Linked DNA regions of Pan troglodytes: region 1 is linked to region 2. Evidence: chromatin contacts called from public Hi-C data. All regions are on one chromosome and are shown on one strand. Each heading gives the region's core, a stretch centred on a gene start, on an enhancer-like site or on the middle of the called end of the contact. The rest is flanking DNA. Distances are from core to core; before and after follow the strand shown.

The links. A called contact is a pair of places that touch in the nucleus more often than the background predicts.
Region 1: a Hi-C map of induced pluripotent stem cells shows a contact between it and region 2, with 3 times the contacts expected there. The contact joins the promoter of HAPLN1 here to the enhancer-like site in region 2. A contact is called at or near these places in 3 of 7 Hi-C or Micro-C datasets (induced pluripotent stem cells and stem cell-derived neural progenitor cells) and 1 of 1 datasets of contacts at active chromatin or transcription factors (stem cell-derived excitatory neurons).

What each region holds. Positions count from the first base shown.
Region 1 is chr4:32,330,280-32,337,376 of NHGRI_mPanTro3-v2.0_pri, forward strand. HAPLN1 (hyaluronan and proteoglycan link protein 1) reads left to right here and starts at 1,265. Exons shown (of 5, transcript XM_001147083.7): 1 at 1,265-1,848. It overlaps LOC104006390 (a long non-coding RNA gene), which reads right to left. Exons shown (of 5, transcript XR_008547929.2): 5 at 4,475-4,611.
Region 2 is chr4:31,001,722-31,008,406 of NHGRI_mPanTro3-v2.0_pri, forward strand. No RefSeq gene overlaps it. Among named protein-coding and RNA genes, the nearest start is that of EDIL3, 660 kb to the right of the region's middle. Within about 2 kb of position 2,675, at least 2 of the 24 cell types and tissues checked have an H3K27ac peak or open chromatin away from gene starts, as enhancers often do. A contact at or near this core is called in induced pluripotent stem cells, where this site is marked.

The DNA of each region.
Region 1 (7,097 bases), core at 15-2,514, 1.3 Mb after region 2:
TCAGAAGACGCGGGAAGAAGCCTTTTTTCCCCTGCAATCTCTCCCGCCTCTCTCCAGAGTCCAGGAGGAGGCAGTCCCCGTGGCTTAGGCTTTATCTTTAAGACAATAGCGCCGCTCGCCGCCACCCGCGCGACTCGGATCGGGCATCCCGGCGGCCGCACCCCGCGCGCTGGCTCATCTGCACACCGGCCACCTGCACTGTCGGCCAGAGCCCCTGTCCCGGCGGCTTCCCCAGCAGCTTGGCTGCCCCTCAGGTCCTCCCGTCCCACCTGCACCTCCAGGACGACCTGGACCCGCCCATCCTCCTGCCCCACTAGCTCATCGACTTACGACTCCCTCAGTCCCTACGGCCCACGGAACCCTCTCCCCCACCCGCGCCACAGCCCGAGCGGCGGCGGCGGCGGCCTTAAGAAGCCCGCAGTCCCGCCCGCGCCGCCCCGCCGGGGCCGGAGGTTGGAGCCGGGAGCACGGCCGCGAATCCCCGCACGTCCCCAGCGCCCCACGGCACCGGGCCCTGCTCGCTGCAACTCGGGGACGGCCTGCGTCTCGCCTCCACCCTGGCCGCGGGCCCCTCGGGCTTGTTTGCTTGTCCTCAGTCCCAGGGCCAGCCCCGCTCCCTCCTCCCGGCTGCTCCAACAGCCGTTTGCTTCCTGCGGTGTGTTTCTTTTTTCCCCTTCCTAGACTCCATCAAAGGTGGCTCTGTTATTGAAATATGAAGCCATTTCCTCTCCAAAACCCTTGGTTACTCAAGGCGGGAATCAATGGACCTATATACTCTCCCAGAAGTTATAAATAAATGTCTATTTGTTCAGGAGGCGTTTTCCCGCGTGTCCCAGCATCTTCCCCAGTGGTTATTTCAGGGGTGTGTGTGTGTGTGTGTGCGCGCGCGCGCCCTGTGCCCATCTGGTTCTAATCCTGGATATGGATCCACAACCCAACCCCACCCATCCCGTCTCCCCCTCGCATTCCTCGTTCTATAAATAAATCCAGGTTCTTTGAGCTCTGTCATCCAAGGATACAATAGCAGTTGTTTGTTAAGAGAAATTTAAACTCAACACCAATACTGAGTCCAGTAAACCAGAAAATATGCTTCTGGTGATTTGGGTGGAAGGCCATCTCCAGTTTAAGAAGCTTTATGTGCCGCTATCATCATTGTCTGTTATCCTTGATCTCCTTTGGGGAGGGGAAGGCGGGAAAGAGAGGACCTCTCCGACCCTTGGATTTTTCTTTTAAGCAGAGGCTAATAAAACAAAGCGCAAACTGACTGTCCTGAGGAGTCTGCTCACACCGCTGCCCCGCAGATCATTCCACAGACCCCTTGTCCCATCCCTTCTGCACAGACCCAGGACTGATGAGGGTTCGGGTTCGGGAGGTGTGGTGTGGTGGGGGCTTGTGTGGCTGTAGCGGCCGGCTTTCCTAAACCCCAGAGCGGGATACTCGGGATCTGAGCAGAGGGGAAAGTCATCTAAGAGGCTGCTGCTTTACAAGGTCTGGGCACAGAGCTGCCCCTCCCTTCCTCCCTGAAGTTTGCATGAAGTGCACGTTAGGCTGTAATTAGGGGATTTGGGAGGAGAACTTTCCTGGTGACGCTTTGCTTTTCTTCTGCTCTTGGTGAGAAAGTGCCTCCTTCTTCCCAGGATCAGGACCTCTGCCATCCAGCGCCACAAAGAGACATTCTGCACACACACTCACACACACACACACACACACACACACACACACACACACACTCACACTCGCCCAGAGACAAACTTAAGGTGAGGAGAAAGAGCGCTAGCTTCACTTGATCTCCAGCTTCCAACTTAAGCAGAACTTGAGAGCATCCGAACTCCTGGATTTCAGGACAAGGTAAAACTTGCAAATTGTTTCCCCCTCTTTTGGTTATACCTTTGTGCCTTTAAGATTTCAGAGGGCAATACACATGCAATGTATATATACATTAAACAAATTTTATTCTTTTCTTTTGAATTTAGTTTTCATTTGAATTTAATATGGCACCTCAACTTTTAAAAAAGTTTCATATTGTCGGATAAAATATTTCACTACAATAAACAGGCTCAGTCTAAAAATGGAGAAAGAATTAACTCTAGTATCCTAGCTTCTGCTAGTGCTACTGTAAATCTGGTAGGGTCATGGTTTCCAAGTGGTGACTTTTCTATCTGTATCTCAACAACCATTTTTATAGCACCTGAGATGAAACAAGGATAGTATAGGCTGAAGGGAAAGGTGAGGAATGGGAATGTCCAGCCAGGCTTATGAATTTTGTTTCAGAGAATATATAGGGTTATGTGAAAAAGAAAGTTACTTTAGGCATAGGTAATACCTGTTAGATTAATAATCTTAGAAATGTTGCCATTTTTGGCCCAGGCTTCCTTCTCCAGCTAATTATGAAATTAAGATCATAGAATGATGATGCATTTCATATATACAATGATGTTGATGGATAATTTGAATGCACTGAAGAGAATTTATAGTCATAGTTAAGATTACTGTTAAAAGTTGCTTAAAGAAATTATTTGTATGTTGAGACTGTTCCCCACCAAAAACAAACCTTAACTTGTTTGGGCTTTGATTAAGTAGTTTTCTTCCATTGAATGTGACTGTTGTGTTCAAAATAAGATGGCTTATTAATTTGAGAATAAGTTGCTTTATTTTCATTTATCACTGGAAAAATACACACAGTGGCCAGTACATTTGGGAATTTTTAGGGTGGAAAGTGTTCCTGTACATGTTCCAGTGTGATGTCATAAAATCAAACATACTGGCTGGCTTCTTGGAAGCTAATAGTTCTTAAGAAATTAAGGCTGTGAATTGATTTCTAAATGAATGTACTATTTATTCATTACAATTGTAGTTTCTGGTAACTATTTCTATGTGATTATTTCTGTGTACTAAATTTGCAGAGATTTTACACACATTTCAGTCATTTCAGTATTTTAATGGAATGGGAATATTGTTCTATCAAAAATATATCATAGTAGTTATCTTTGGAGAATTTTTAATGTGATATGATTCATAATTCTTATATCAGTTAACAAATTCCATTTACTTACAAAAATGAAAGTTTCCCTTCCATTCAGTAAAATATAATGTATACCAAAGGACTCTTCAGATATTAGCTTTAGTCTTTAGTCACTTTTATACCACCCATTTTAAAAAATTTAATTGTTTCAGCTAAGAAATGAATTTATATTTTTGTTGATGACCTCTTCCACTAAATTGGAAACAGCTTAAAAACAGAACTAGATAAGAAGTAATTTTACTTAAGGCTAATTAAATGAACAAGAGATAACCAACAACCTCAACAGACCACTGGTCTACAGGAGGAATGTACCCAGAGGCCAGTATTCTCGACAGGAATGCCTGATGGGCCTGGGCTTTCTATGAGAAACAAGAAGGTGGGGAAACATTATGTACTTATTTATAAAATGAGCCATTTATTTTCAGCAAGGCCCTGTCTCTCAGAGGAATGACTGACACTGTAATTTAGAAGTACTGAAGAGACTTTCACAGAGAAGAATCAATTCATTATATCCCTAGTGGTTTCACTTCCTTTTCCTTCCTTTGGGAGCAAGTAACACATCCAGGATAAATACATTCAGAGTACGCAGAAAGATACTTTATGAGTAAATGGTCTACTAAACAATCCTGCCTTTTAGCATCTTAGGTGTGGAATATTGGTATTTTCTGAACAGTTGAAGAAGTCCTTTGAATCTTAAGATAGCAATGCACTTCATCTTTGTAAAGATGAACAAAAGTTATATTCAGAAAATGACTCCCTTCCTTAGAAAATACTAGTTTTCTTTTTCATTTCTTTTTGCCCCATGCACATTTTATTTTTCAGATTGCATTTTTAAGATAATGATCTCTCACCAGTTAAAATTCTGACGAAATACCAGGCAAATTTGAAAATAATTTTGATAGTGCTTCAAATTAATTTTCTGACATCCTGCAGCCATGATTAGTAACCATAGTACTTAGTCTATGTCATTTAAGTGTACTTAGCCTGTCATTTAAAGGTAACAAAATGCTGTTGGAAGAAGTAGGAAAGGATGGAAACCTGAATATACTTAGGATTTTAATCAATAGTGTTTAAGGAGGATTAGAGGAAACAGCTGGTTAAACAATTATTAGGAGTAGAGAGGACGAGGTGGTATAAATTAATAATGCATCTCTTTATTTACACTGTGAATGGGAGGGTCTGTGGTGGTTAACTGTGTGAAGCATGGTCCCTGTGTGCCACCTAGTGGATAAGTCAAAGAAGGCTTTCTCACCGGCTTCTTAAAATACTCTGACTCCCTCGGTTGACGTTTGTTGAACATTAACTACACGCCAGACATTGGGATAGGTGCTCAGGGTAGAAAATAAAGCAAGTGATGTTTATATAAGTTAAAAATTAAGGTACAACTAAACAGTTTATGAAATCCCTAGTGGTTGTATTTAAGATCACTTTACTCTTTATTGGATACTTTACCATTAACTTTCTGCCTCCACAAGGATATAGCTTAATAACTGCAACTCACTTCTAATATAGGATTTGTTTTAGACAGACAGGTCATGGAATTGTTCAAGGACTGGTGGAAAGAGTTTGACCATCTTAAATCACTGTTCCTGAAATAGAAATAAATTTCTGTAAGGTTTAATGTTACTGAATTTAGTTGGGAAAATAACTACTAGCTTAAAAGGTTACCACAGAGCTGCACATTTTGTTTCATATTCTTTGATTTTTTTTATTAAATTGGAAAGGATAGTAGTACAAGTTGTTTTTGAGTAATGAGGTCTATTTTATAAAATATTGCTCTCAAACACTAATAATTAGCATGTAAAACAATTTCATCTATACTTGTTCACTTGGAGTTTTGAAGCAGGAACCTGGCTTCCATGAAGTTGATCTAATAGAAAAAAAATTCTAGACAAAAACAATTACATGGAAAACCACCACTTGAGGGAAGCATTAAGATACCATAGAAGATTAGTCCATTTGAGTATTGCACTGAGAGCTTTAAAAACCTTTTCTTTAAAAGATATACGAATTATTACTCCAACTGGCTCTTTGCAAGTTATGTGACAATTGCAACAGTGATCAGGACAATCATCATTAATCAATACAAGTTGTGAAATTCATATAGGAAGGTAAAATGCCTCAGTAGAAAAAAATGATGAATTTGTTACTTGGGGAGCTTTGTAGGTGTAATCCAAAAATAGAGTTAGGCCTGCTGTTGTGGAATGGAAGTTTCCTCTTTGGAAGAGTTTGGTTTTTGTATGGCAGGGAAACCTACACAGTGAAAGAAGGAGACCCGCTCATTAAGTTGTTTTTCATTAATATCACAAAATTATAACCTGTGTTGATTGGAGGTACTGTTTGGAATTAGCATCATCAATTATATAAAATAAAGCAGATTATCTTAATCTTTATTTCCAATAGATCATTATCTACCAGGAAAAAAACACATTCTGTTAATAATTTCATTGGATCATCCTTGTGATTTAGAATGAATTGCATACTCATTCTAGTGAGAGAGCTAGTGAGAGACTGCCTAAAAGTCAGAGGTCCTTAAAGTAGAAGTTTAATCATAACTTTTCTAGTTTTTGGTTTTTTTTCCTTGAGATGGAGTCTTGCTCTGTCACCCAGGCTGGAGTACAATGGCGTGATCTCAGCTCACTGCAACCACCACTCCCCAGGTTCAAGCGATTCCCCTGCCTCAGCCTCTCGAGTAGCTGGGACTACAAGCATGTGTCACCATGCCCGGCTAATTTTTGTATTTTTAGTAGAGACAGGGTTTCACCATGTTGGCCAGGTTGGTCTCGAACTCCTGACCTCAGGTGATCCACCCGCCTCGGCCTCCCAAAGTACTGGGATTACAGGCATGAGCTACCATCCCCAGCCTTCTTTTAAAGTTTTCTGCCATGTTACAAGAAGTTTTAATGATTTCGGATGACTTAAGGATACTAGACAAGAACAAACTCTACAAGAGAAAACCAGCCAAGCTCTCTGAAATGGTCTGATGCTTATAGTTATATTGCCTTTGCTCCACGTAATAACTTCTCCCACTGATAGAGACATGGAAGGAGATAGCTGTTATTAAGAGTTTTTAGCTATGTGTCTCAGAGATAGCCAGAATTTAAGTATCAAATGTTGCTGACTATTTTGAGACTCCACTGATTGTTTTACGGCTTAACAGGGGTGATATCTGAGATCAGGGTATTGCTACAAGACCAGGAGACTATTTACAAAACAAAAAGAAAAATTCAGAGTAAAAATGACTTGGAAAACTTACTAAAGTTAAAGGGCTGGTTCTCAATCTGTTCAAGACAACAGAAATTTTCCCTTCTGCCCAATCTAACATCCAAAAAGAACACAATTTACTCTATTGGTTACTAAATTCCAATTACTATAATATCCAATTAAATTAAATAATATTCAAATTATGTTTATGCTAAGTCTAGATTTCCCTAAGCCTTTCACAAAGTCTTATGGATATTCCTTGGTTTTGTCTTCATTCATACTCTGTGAATTTTTTTCTCATTTTCGCTCTGTTATTTTGAATTTGGAGGATCACCTCATTTGATCATTCATTTATTCATTTGTTTATTCAACAAAAATGTATTGAGCACTGGCTATTTACCAGGAACTGTGCTAGTCCCATGCGATCCCCCTCACTTTACACTATGAAAATCCATTCTAAAATAATCAGAAAGTCAAAACTGATGTCATAAACCCGAAATGTTACAAGGTCCTGAAGTGTACTTTGAGTAACAAAAATAACCAAAAAGTTCTGGCCTCATAGTTTTGGTATTAAGAAAATTTTGAGCATGCATTTTTAAAAATTATTTTCACTTGTGTGCAAATGCTGAGCTGAGTGGATAACAGCTTTGTTTCTTGGCTGCGTGGACACAGATGGGCCTGGAAAGGCAGTTCTGACACTCCAAAACCCCAGGAGGACTAGGGTTCCAATAATATGTCTGCTTGGATGGACAGGAAACACAAAAATGCATTTGCACAGAATTGTTGTCCACCAGTATGAAACTAAAGTTCAGATTAAGCAAGAATGATTTAGTGCTCACCGTTTGCACCAGGCAGGCACCACGCTAGGTGT
Region 2 (6,685 bases), core at 1,425-3,924:
ACATAAGAATCAGAGGAGACTTTGTGTCTAGATCACATAAGGTAAATAATAGTGCAGTGACACCTCTAATGTAATGAGGAAAAAGGAAAAGAAAAGAAAAACTCGAATTCCATACACAGTGAAAATATCTTTTCAAAATAAAGATGAAAAACAGAATTTCTCAAGCAAAAGCTTAAGGATATTGTCGACACTAGATAAACTCTGTAAGAAATTTTAAAAAATATTTAATCACAAAGAATATGATAGCAGTTTAGGACTTGGATCTATACAAAGAAATGATAAACACTGAAAATATAATAAATAGGATTGGTAAATTTTAATATTTTCTTATTGCCTTTCTGTTGCAAAGATAATTGACTATCTTAAGCAAAAATATAGAAAAGTATGGTATGTGCATAGCATTTGTAAAAGTAAAAAGCTAAACAGAATAGAACAAAGGAGGAAAGAAAAAATTGACATTATATGGCTATATAGTATTTAAACTGCATATATAGCAGTATTTAATTATTTAAATGTGTACTCAGATTTATTAAAAATATACATTACATTGTATCACCAAAGGCTACCACTTAAGATTTTAAAAACTATATAAATAATAAGTGAAAGAGATGAAATAGAATTATTTAAAAGGCTCAATTAATGCAAGAGAAGGCAGAAATAAAAGGGCGAAAATAGAAATAAATGGGAAAATGCAGGATGGCAAGTTATAATCTAATCATATCAATAATCTCTTTATGCATCAACAAACATCAGTTACAAAACAGAAATTGTCAGATCTATTTAAAAAGTTACAAAGCAAGAATCATCTATATAATATTTATAAGAAAGCCACTTTAAGTATGAAAACATAGATAGTATAAAACTAAAAGGATGGAGAAAAATGTTAATACAATACGTTTAGTATCAGATGAATAGAGCTCTATACATATGATATATATATAGATATTTAACTGCAAAACATCCTTTATTTTAACTTTTATTTTAGATTCAGGAGATACATGTGCAAGTTTGTTATCTGGGAGTATTGCATAATGCTGAAGTTTGGGGCACAAATGAGGCTGTCGCCCAAGTTTTTCAAACATTGCCCACCTCCCTCTTCCCATCTCTACTAGTACCCAGTTTCTATTGTTGCCACCTTTATGTCCATGAGTACCTAACGTTTAGCTTCTACTTGTAAGTGAGAACATGTGGTATATGCTTTTCTGTTTCTGTGTTAATTCTTACTTGCCACTCTGTGCCTTTTACATGGGGTGTATAGACCATTTACATTCAAGGTTAATATTAATATGTAAGGTTGTGATTCTATCATGAAGTTGTTAGTTGGTTACTCTGTAGTTTCTATTGTATGGTTGCTTTACAGAGTCTGTGGGCTATGTAACTGTGGTTTTGTGGTAGCAGGCATTGTATTTTCATCTCCATGTTTAGAACTCCCTTAAGGATCTCCTGTAAGGCTGGCCTAGTGGTAGTGAATTCCCTTAGTGCTTGCTTGTCTGGAAAAGATTTTAATTCTTCTTTTCTTATGAAGCTTAGTTTGTTGTGATATGAAATTATTGGCTGGAGTTTCTTTTCTTTAAGAATGCTGATAAAGAAAATGTCTTTTCTTTGAAAATGCCCAATCTCTCAGCAAAAGTCTTTTGCTGAGAAATTTGCTGTTAGCCTGATACAGTTAATTTCATACATGATCTGACTTTTTTCTCAAGCCACATTTAAGATTTTTAATTTTTCTAACATTGACCTTGGGCAGTTTGATGACTATATACCTTTATGATGTTTGCTTTGTATAAAGTCTTTGAGGTGTTCTCCGGATTTCTTGTATCTGGATGCCTAACTCAACAGCAGGATTAGAGAAATTTTCTTTAATTACTCCCTCAAATATGTTTTCCAGGTTGTTGCATTTTTCCCCTTCTCTGTTAGAGATGACAATTACTCATAGATGTGGTAACTTTTCATAATCCCATATCTATCAAAGAGTTTGTTCAATTTGTAAATTCTTTTTTCTTTATTTTTGTCTGACTGAGTTAGTCTGAAAGACAGTCTTCAATCTCTGAAATTCTTTCTTCTACTTGGTCCATTTTATTGATTAAGCTTTTGATTGCATTTTGAAATTCCTTATGTCATTCTTTCAATTTAGAAGCTCTGATTGATCTTTTAAAAAATTTTTATCTTTTCCATAATTTCCTGGATTGCTTTAGACGTTATTTTTTCATGACTGTCAACCTTGTCCCAGATCTCATTGAGCTTCCTTGAAATCCATGCTTTCAATTCTTTCTCTATAATTTTTTTTGTTTTCATTTTGGTTAGGGATCATTGCTGGAAAGGTAGTGCAATCCTTTGATGGGGTCACTACATTAATATTTTTCATGGAGCCAGAATTCTGCTGGTTCCTTCTCACCTGGAGATACTGGCACTTCTATTTTGTGTGTGTGTAATTATTTTCATGCAGGTAGATTTTTTTCTTGTTTCCTTTCTCTATATTATTATTATTATTTTATTTCCCCTTGTGTCCCCCCCACCTCCAGGAGGTGTGACTGTAGAGAATGTTGCATAGAATCTTTTTATTACACTTTGCTTCTATAGCCCTATGAACTTTTGTCAGCAGGTTTTATACTGGGCTGTGAAGTTTAACATATAAACCAGTAGGTGGTGCTTATAGGCAAGAGCTAGATGTAGCCAATGCAGCTGGGTACGTACTTGATCCTTGTTTACTGGGAGAAGCTTTCTGTTGCCTCAGGCAATGGGCTGATTCATAAAGTGCATGGTGGTCTAAGCACCCTGTTCAACCCTGAGGAGGCAGACCAAATGGGTGGGCCTGATTGAATAGGTCTGTGTACAGGTCCCCACATGGCAGACACAAGCACCACCATGGGAGAATATAGTGGGTGGCCACAAGGCACCAAGAGATGTGTGTAGCATGGAGCTGGGAAACCACTTTGGCCTCAAGTTCCCTGCATGGGGATGAAGGGTGGCCTAAACTCCTAATCCAAGAGGGTGGGGGCTCTAGATGCCTGGAGATTTGCTTGGGTATTAAGCAGACAGAATTCTCCTTCACCAGGATCTCTACACAGGAAGGGTAGGATTGCTCAGGCTTCTGTTCCAGGCAAGCAGGTGCTCTGAGTGCCTGGAGATCTGCCTGGGCATAGAGTGGAGATCTGCCACAAGATGACCACATAGGAAGAGTAGGGCAACTCAGGCTGCTGAACTAGGCAAGCAGATACTCTGAATGCCTGGAGATCTGCCTGGGAGTACAGCAGAGAGCCGCCTCCCCAGCCTCAACCTCACACCAGGATCTCTGAACAGGAAGAGTTGCGTGGCTCAGTTTGCTGGCTGACCTGGTCCTCTGAATGCCTGGGGATATGCCTGGGAGTGGAGTAGAGAAGGGCTTGCTGCACCGTGATCTATGTCCTGGAAAGATAGGTGACTCAAAGTGTAGATCTAGCACAGCAGGTCCTACAATTGTCTGGAGATCTGCCTGAGTGTGAAGCAGAGAGGGCCTCCCTGCACTAAGATCTCTACACAGGAAGGGTGGCATGGGTCATTCCACTGATCCATGTGAGTGAGTGTTCCAAATGCCTGGAGATCTGCCTACTTGTGGAACAGAGAGAGCCCTGCTGCACAATGATCTATTTCCAGTAAGAGTGGGGTGGTTTTGGCTGCCAGTCCAGGAAAGTGGATGTTCCAAATGCTTGGATTTCTGCCTAAGGGGTCCCACTGCACCACAATCTTAGGTGAGCAGGCTGGGTCACCGAGCAATAGCATGTGAAGACAGATTGCTGGTCACAAATCTGACCTTGGTTGCAAGTCTCATTGCTCAGGAGAAACTGCAACTATGGCTCCTCCCTTCTTGCTCCAGGCTTGTGACAGGGGAGAGCATGATTTCTACTGCTAAGGTGCTTCCACAATTTTTGCTGTGTAGGCTTTTATCCTGCTCCAGATCCGATACTCCAAACTTTGTCATGAGACTAAAATGCCTGTGTGGTCACTAAAGAATGGCTGAATATGGTGTCCTGCTTTCATTCCTGGGTCTTGAAAATATCTACAGCTTTCCTCAGCATCTTTCCTCCACAGCATATCTAAGCCTTTCTCCAAGTTATTTCCAGGGCTTGTGAGAAACAGTGTGATCCATGGGATTCCCCATGGAAAGGTGAGTCCAAGAGGGAGGCTTTGTGCTTCTCTTGTATACTAAGCCTCATTCATTTTTATCAGCCAGACACCATCACGGGGGCCGTTTGCTGGCATTCTCTTTCCCACAATCTGGGGTGCATATCAAGCTTCTGGTGGATTCCCATTTTCCTTTTTGAACTAAAGCTCACGGAGTAGACGCTTATGCACTATCTTGCTATTTCCAAGTGGCTGAGGCATGCTAAAAGCCTCTAATTTGCTATCTTGAAAATAATAAAATAAAACTCCTTTTAAAAATTACTAGTAAAAGAAGTAAAATTTCAAGAGGCAAAAAATAATAATAATTAATAATAATAATGAAGGAGTTGAATAGAACTTTATTATAAAATGGAATAATATCAGGAGTAATGAGTGATAATTCATACCAATTAGGTGTTAATCATCACATAAAGGTGTTAATTCACCAAAAGAACATAATGTCTTATGTGTGGCTGCACCTAACTACAGAATTACAAAAAGGCATGGGGCAAAAAGATAAAAACTGAAAGGAGAAAAAGACAACTCCATACACACAAATTAGAAAATAGAAGAAATGGATAATTTCTTGGGAACTTACAACCTTCAAAGATTGAACCAGGAAGCAATTGAAAAAAACAATAAAGAGTTACAAAATTGAATCAGTGATTTAAAACCTACCAAGAGGAAAAAAATCTGTATCATATGGATTCACAGCTGAATTCTACCAGACATATAAACAAAAGCTGGTAGCCATCCATCTAAATCTATTCCAAAATTTCAAGGAGGAGGGACTCCCCCGCTAACTCATTCTATGAGGCCAACATCATTCTGGTACCAAGACCTGGCAGAAACACAAAGAAAAAAATATCAGGCTAATATCTGTGATGAACATAGATGAAAAATACTTAGCAACATGCAAGCAAACTGAATCCTGCAGCACGTCAAAAGGTTAATCCACAACAATCAAGTATGCTACACTTCTGGGATGCAAAGTTAGCTCAACATATGTACATCAATGAATGTGATTCACCACATAAACAGAACAAAAACAAAAACTACATGATCATCTCAATAGATTCAGAAAAGGCTTTTGACAAAATTCAATATTGTTTCATGTTAAAACCCCCCAGCAAACTAGGCATTGAAGGAACACACCTCAAAATAATAAGACGCGTCTATGACAAACCCATAGCCACCATCATATTATATGGACAAAAGCTAGCAGCATCCCCCTTGAGAACTGAAACAAGACAAGTATACCCTCTTTCATCACTCCTATTCAACAAAGTACTGGAAGTCTTAGCCAGAGCAATCAGGCAAGAGAAAGAAATAAAAGTCATCAAAGTACGAAAAGAGGAGGTCAAACTTTTTGTCTTCTCCGTCAATATAATTCTGTACCTAGACAACCCCAGTCTCTGAAAAAAGATTCCTAGTACTGATAAACAACCAACTAAGATTCAGGATGAAATCATTGTACCAAAATCCATAGCATTTATATAAACCAATAATGTCCAAGATGAGAGCTAAATCAGGAACACAATCCCATTTAAATTGTCAGGAAATAATAAATACTTACAAATACAGCTAATGGGGAGATGAAAAATCTTTACAATGAGAATTACAAAACCCTCCTGAAAGATATCAGAGGTAACACAAACAAATGAAAAACCATTTCATATTCATGAATAGAAAGAATCAATATGTCAAAATGGCCATACTAACCCAAACAATTTACAGATTCAATGGTATTCCTAACAAACTACCAATATCATTTTTTCACAGAATTAGAAAAAGCTATTTTAAAATTCACAGGGAAGCAAAAATGTGCTTGCATAGCCAAAGAAATCTTACCTAGAAAGAACATAGCTGGATACATCACACTACCTAACTTCAAACTATACTACAAAGTGTACTACAAGGTTAATGTAATCAAAAGAGCATAACCAAAACAGCTGCAACCAAAATTGGCACAAAAAGAGACACATAGAACAATAGAATATAATAGAAAATTCAGAAATAAAGCCTTACAACTAAAACTATCTGCTTTTTGACAAACCTGACAAAAACAAGCAAAGGGGAAAGGATTCCTTCTTCAATAAAAGGTGCTGAGATAACTGGTTAGCCACATGCAGAAGATTAAAACTGAACCACCTCCTTTTACCACATACAAAAATCAACTTAGGATGAATTAAAGATTTAAACTTAAAATCCAAAACTCTAAAATCTCTACAAGCAAACCTAGAAAATGCCTCTCTGGACATAGGCCTTGGCAACTATATAATAATGAAGAAAACAGTAAGCAATTTCAACAAAAACAAAAATTCTTACATGAGAGCTATTTAAACTAAAGACCTCTATACAGAAAGAGAAACTATTAACAGAGTAAATGGACAACCTATAGAATGGGAGAAAATATCCACAAACTATGCATCGAATGTCTAATATCCAGAATCTATAAGGAACTTACACAAATCAACAAGCAAAAAACAAACAATCTGATTTAAAAGTGGGCAAGGACATGAACAGACATTTCTCAAAAGAAGACATA